Linked DNA regions of Oryzias latipes: region 2 is linked to region 1. The links are chromatin contacts, called in public Hi-C maps. All regions are on one chromosome and are shown on one strand. The core of a region is the stretch at or near the end of the contact, and the rest is flanking DNA. Distances in the headings are between cores, read along the strand shown.

Region 1 (2,999 bases), core at 171-2,670:
CCAAAGAGCTGTCTAAGGACACCAGAAACAAAATAGTTGACATCTCAGGGGTCTGCTTATGTAAAACGGCATTTGGATGAAGTATTTGAAGTGTTTATGAGCAGTAGACTTTGAAAGGCAACACATTTTCCTCATAAAACATAATTTCATTCATTTAGTATTTTAGGCTTCATCTTCAAATGTTCTGGCTTTAACGGATGAAGGAAGCTGTTCTATTCCAATCTTTCAGTGGGGGGGACATTAGTAAAGCAACGTATTCCCATCTAGCTCAAAAGAAAACAAAAATCTGAAAAATGGTCCCAAGCAAAACAAAGAAAAATGATGTCTATGATTTTGAACTGATATATGTAAAGCTACAATATTTACAATTAAAGTCAAATCTAAAAGATCAAAGTGGACAAAAATTTGTTTTGCCTTGGGCTGGTAAATGTTGGAATGATCATATAAAACTTTATCTTTATCCCACTAACATGGATAATGTAATTATTTATTGTAATTGTCCATATGTACAGTGAGATTAAAAGCAGTCACCATATCAGTTCAATAAAGACACCAATATGATAAAAAAATTGACTGTTATTTGCAAAAATATGTGCAAAATATAAAAATGTACATAAACCACGAAATAGAAGCTATAGAATGTATGCAATGACTTAGAAAAAGTCTTGACCACATTTTCTGAAAATATAAGTTTACATTTCATTTGGTTTGGTTTGGACATGTTCAGAGGAGGGATAGTGGATATATTGGTAGAAGGATGTTGGAGATGGAGCTGCCTGGCAGGAGGGCAAGAGGACGGCCAAAGAGGAGATACATGGATGTCTTGACAGAGGACATGAAGTTGGCTAATGTTAGGGTAGAAGATGTTCATGATAGAGTGAGGTGGAAAAGGATGATTCGCTGTGGCGACCCCTGATGGGAAAAGCCGAAAGAGAAAGAAGATAAGTTTACATTTCATTCTTAGTGAAAGAGAACAAAGTGAAATGAGAAAGGGCTTTAACACAAATTGCATCGATGTAATACCAGAAATAATCGCTAGTTGGCAGCATTGTCCTTGAAATCTGGACCAGATGTTTATGAAGTCTACACCCTTGAGTTTTCTGGCACTTTACTTGATTTAAGAACAAACCTCTAAATAAATATGACCTAAATATACATATATTTGGTAATTGAGAAATTATTTTAAATGTTTTTTAATTTTATTGTCCTCACTGACCAGTAAGTACGTTACGTATTGACAAAGAACAGGTATGACAAAAATTTGAATGGGAATCGTCCAGGCTGTTTTTTTCTTTCTTATGTATATGAAGAAGAAGGAGGGGGAGGAGAAAGAGGCAGGTACATAGCCGGTAAGCCACGCCCCCACGGCGCCTCCGTTTTTCAATGGAAACAGGTGGGATTCCCGACTCCTCCAATCACGCCCTCTTTCCGTACCGCGGGGGCGGGGGCGGGGAGTCCAGATCCGGAGGCAGAGCCGACAAACTTCCACATTCAGAACAGAAAAAGTCAGGAAAACACGGTCCGCGCGCGCGTGACGCCTGTCCAACGCGTGTGATCAGCGCGGCTTCGCGGAGCTTTTAGCGGGATAGCAGTTCGCCGGAGTACCTGGGAAGTTGGTAGCACCGCCGCTGAGGCGCAGTGGGAGCTTTTGCTGCGATGTGGAGCCAGTGAGTGGATGTACAGGATCGCTTACCACCCGGATTTTTTTGAATCAAATCGGCCTGGTTTGTACTCCCGAGTTCCCCTGGAAGATTGGATTAATAAAAGACACACACAGTTGGAGAATGCCTGCGAAGACCAAATACAACCTGGTGGATGATGGACACGACCTGAGGATCCCGCTGCACAACGAGGAAGCGTTCCAGCATGGAATCAACTTCGAGGCAAAGGTGAAAAATACAAACTCTTGAAACGGAACTCGTTCCATTCCAATGTCCGCCTTTCGACACGAACGTGTCTGGCACAGAAGTTTCGAGTAAAAAAAAAAAAAAAAACTCCAGAAAAAAATGAAAGAAAAGAAGTCCGAAACTTCTGCTAGCTTAGTTAGTTAGTAGCTGAAGTTGTTAGTTAGCTGGAGGTTAAAGCTGCATGGTTCAGGTGCAGTTTGAGTCAGGATAACTGGAAACATAATGTTTGAGGCATTAATGTGCTGTACCTGTCACGTTTCACCCCTTCCACCCGCAGTACATCGGCAGTCTGGATGTGACGCGGCCGAGCAGCCGGGTGGAGATCGTGGCTGCGATGAGACGAATCCGGGTGAGTGAAGACAAAAAGTTAACGCTCCAGAAAACTTTAGCTTTTGCTACAATCGACGCTCACTTCAGAAAAGTGCTGAAGTGTCTAAACAATATTAATGCATGCTTAATTCCTCCCATATATATTACAGGATTAAGGGGTAAATTTTTAGTGTTTCAGAAACACATTTTCTATCTTTTTCATCAATTCACTCTTTCCAACTGGGATTCAAATGCCAAAATAAGATTTAAAAAAAAAAGATCCTGAGTATACTTCAGATGGTGAGAACAACAAATATGATGCCTCAGCTGATTTTCCTTACAACTATAACTTTAGTTTCTTTATCTCATCATAGCAGATCAAGCACGTTCATATATGTGACCTCTGCTTCTTCTATTGGTTAATCATGACCTTATAGTATAACCCCTCACAAACAGTCATATTTATATTCTCTTCTACCAAATTGTCAAATGATTGTCTTTACATTTATATGGAAATCTGGCAACATGTTTCTCAGTCAAAGGATAACTCAGGTGTCAGTCTTCTAGAATCCAAAACTTCATTTGTAATCAATCTAAAGATGCCAGTATCATCCGTCTTTTTTCATAACGTCCCTTATGCAGACTTTTCTGTGCGGACCCACTTTTGAAGAGCAATCCGGCTCCGTGATCCTAGTATTACTCCATTTATTACAGGTCCCGTTCCAATCATCATTCAAACTATTTTAAACACATTCCCAGTGGTGTTTGAATCACGATTATGCT
Region 2 (2,999 bases), core at 292-2,791, 150 kb after region 1:
AGTAAAATATAAAATAAACAGGGTTCTTCAGGATTAAAATGAACTCTAACCCTGAATGCACAGAAAGTCAGTGAAGGAAAGGAAGATAGCTGTGGTGCCCCCTCTTTCACGACTAGAACACAAGTAGCAGAACCAGTTGGAGAGCCGAGAGTTACCATAATCCAGCCGAGATGTGATGAGAGCATAGATTACTGTCTCCAAGGGCCATTCAAAAAATGAAGCTAGACTTTACGGTACTCTGATTTTAGTAGTTAACTAATTTTTTATTTTATCTGACTTTAATAAAAGATTTGCATGGATACTATAACTATTAAGAAAAAACACACAAAAGCAAAGATGTAAAGTACAGAAACCCAAACGTTAATTAGATGGAAATGAGACTTTGCCAGACGTTTATTTGTTTGCAGTCTGATAAACCATGGGGAAGGCTACATTACCTGCTTTAACATAGTATTGTAATTATTCTTTAAAACCATTGTATCCTGCAAGCCTCAAGCCCAGACCTCACCTTAGGATGACGCAATTCCAAGAAGCTTCTAGAATACTAAAAAAGAAATTTTAAAAAAGCAGAGTGAATGCTAATGCTGTGTTGTTCATTTTCCACCACTCAAACTTGAAATTAATTGCAAAATTAATTTCAAGTTGGAGTAAATTGTTAGGATGATAATTTGCTTCACATTATCTCTGAAGGCTCTTCAAGATTATTGTCAGTTTTCTCAATTGGCTACCTCCCACAAACACACCAGGCAGTTTGAGTGTGATCTGTATGCAGATCCACGAATGTGCGTCTTTAAAATGTATCCGTCATTCCCCTCCTTTTTTCTTACCCCTTGATTACTCACGCAGGGCCCCCTCTCAGCTTATCAAACGCCGTCACGTAGCTCCTAATTGCAATTCTGGAGCCGATCTTTGAGGTTTCACATTTTTGAACTGATGAAATATAAATGGGAGTCCTCACCCGTTTGCCATGTCTCGTCACAGAAATGCAAAGACGTCAACTTGAAATCAGAGCAAAAAACTTAACGTCCTTCTGTGGGTTGAAAATGTTCACGTGTAAAACTTTTTTACATTGTAGTTAAGGGATGAGCTTTCTGCTTGACAGGAGCAACAACAGCACAGCAGCTCATGGGAAAAGTGACTCATTCTGTTAGAAGAGATGAATACTAATTTATCAACTAACTGTCGGACTGTCTGCTTTGTTCAGGATCACTTTTTCTGCAGATCTGCGCATCTGTACTTAAAAACTTTGTTTTTGGTGTCACCCCAATGAACTTCTGACCTGCTCTGTCCTTTGCCTTCCACAGACAGCCTTCCTCATTTGTCTCCACACAGCTTGTTGATTTTAGTAGCCAGAACATGTTTGCTCTCTTGTCCACACTTTTCCCTCTTTTCAATTTATGTAAAGCTGGGATTAGTTGGACCTCTAGGAGCACTGTTTGTTTTTTTTTAGTTTTTTTTTTTAATTCAGCTGGAAAACAACAATCCTCTCTCATGCCAGAATACTGACTCACAGATGACAGCCAAGAGTGGCCTCCATTGTGTCAACCCAGCTTTGTGTATGGCCCCCGGGCACAGTGTGGTATTAAAGTACTAACTCTGTCTCACAAGGAAACCCCGCCAAGTTTACATTTTCAGCTCCCATTTATCAAAGCAGCTTCCCTGTCAGTCCGGAGTTTGGAAACAGTAAATTCTGCCAAGGACTTGAAAGGGAATCAGTTGGACTTTCATAACGTTCTCTATCTTTTGCAGAGAGCTTTAGATGAACGCTTTGATTGGATCAAACAAATCATTCAGACTCTGGTAAAACTGGTTTTCATGTTGCCAATCCCCGTCTGAATGAGTTTGTATCAAGGGATGGTCGTTTCTTTCTCTGTCTGAAAGTATGATCAAAGTCAGTCCCACATAAGAACTAATGTATTTGTGTCTGTATATGCAATGTTCATTTGACGATTGCTGGTAATGAACTCTCAGTCCTAAGCAGAAGCTTAAACTTTAAATCTCGTTCCAAGTCAATGAGAAGAAAAGCCCGTCAGAATGATCTAGCGTAGCACAGTGTCCAATCACCAAGAACGATGGCTTTTGTCACTGCGTCCCCCAATTTGGTGTCAACAGAAACTAAACAAATGTGCTTTAAAACATCTTCACACTACAGGCGATGGCACATTTCTGTAGGCAGAAGCGAGGAATAGATTTCCAAAACCCCTGACTAAACCAATAGCTGTCAGGATTTTCATTTAAATATTCAGTCCATATTTTATGTCATTATGTGGGTTTTTTTTTTCAAACAGCTCCTCTGCTTCAAACCAGCTGCTTTCATCATCATTTCCTTTTTTTGTTATACCTTTCAAATTAAATTACTTCATACTAAAACCTTTTTTGCATTAATACAAATTAATGCTTTAATTTAAATGTAACATAAGATCTTTAGAGCTTTATAAATCATCTTTTAAATATGTGCCAGTAACATGAATGGGTGGCACTTTGTTGAAGATTTTATTACAGTTTTCTGGAAATATATCACTCCCTGTATTAAAACTGTTAAGATGTATGCAGACAGAGGGTAAATAAGCCCCATGGGATGTGACAGCCTGGAAACAAGACGACCAAACAACACAGTGAGCAGAAAGAAATGTCATAAAAGTGTCTGAGATGCTTCTTGGTGTCTTTTTTTTCCCCGATACATGGGATGCTTTCCCAAATGTGCAGTAAGCTTGAGCTGCACTGATACTAGGCTGTCATTGTAAGTTATTCAAGTATTCACTCTGCCAATCAATTCTCAGTATTAGAGAGTTTTTTTTTTGTTTGTTTTGCATTTGCTGAATTTTTGCAAGTCAGTTCTCATCACAAGTGAAGGCCAGAGAGAATAGAATACCCAATGATCCCATTCAGTAGTGCCTAAATATTCACCTTTTCTATGGGTTTGCATAGTTTTAAAATCACATTTAATATGCTAAAATAAAGGCTTTACAGTCACATTATATTATGTCGTGGCAGGTCAA

The links. Hi-C and Micro-C count contacts between places; a contact is called where the count stands out from the background.
Region 2: a Hi-C map of embryo shows a contact between it and region 1, with 2.6 times the contacts expected there. The contact joins the enhancer-like site here to the promoter of LOC101163480 in region 1. A contact is called at or near these places in 2 of 5 Hi-C or Micro-C datasets (embryo and fibroblasts).

Annotation. Positions count from the first base shown.
Region 1 is chr4:20,587,912-20,590,910 of ASM223467v1, forward strand. LOC101163480 (carboxyl-terminal PDZ ligand of neuronal nitric oxide synthase protein) reads left to right here and starts at 1,421. Exons shown (of 13, transcript XM_023954384.1): 1 at 1,421-1,889; 2 at 2,185-2,256. The coding sequence starts at 1,785.
Region 2 is chr4:20,739,735-20,742,733 of ASM223467v1, forward strand. All of the region lies in intron 10 of LOC101163480 (carboxyl-terminal PDZ ligand of neuronal nitric oxide synthase protein), which reads left to right. Among protein-coding and RNA genes, the nearest start is that of LOC111947325, 51 kb to the right of the region's middle. Within about 2 kb of position 1,542, at least 3 of the 8 cell types and tissues checked have an H3K27ac peak or open chromatin away from gene starts, as enhancers often do. A contact at or near this core is called in embryo, where this site is marked.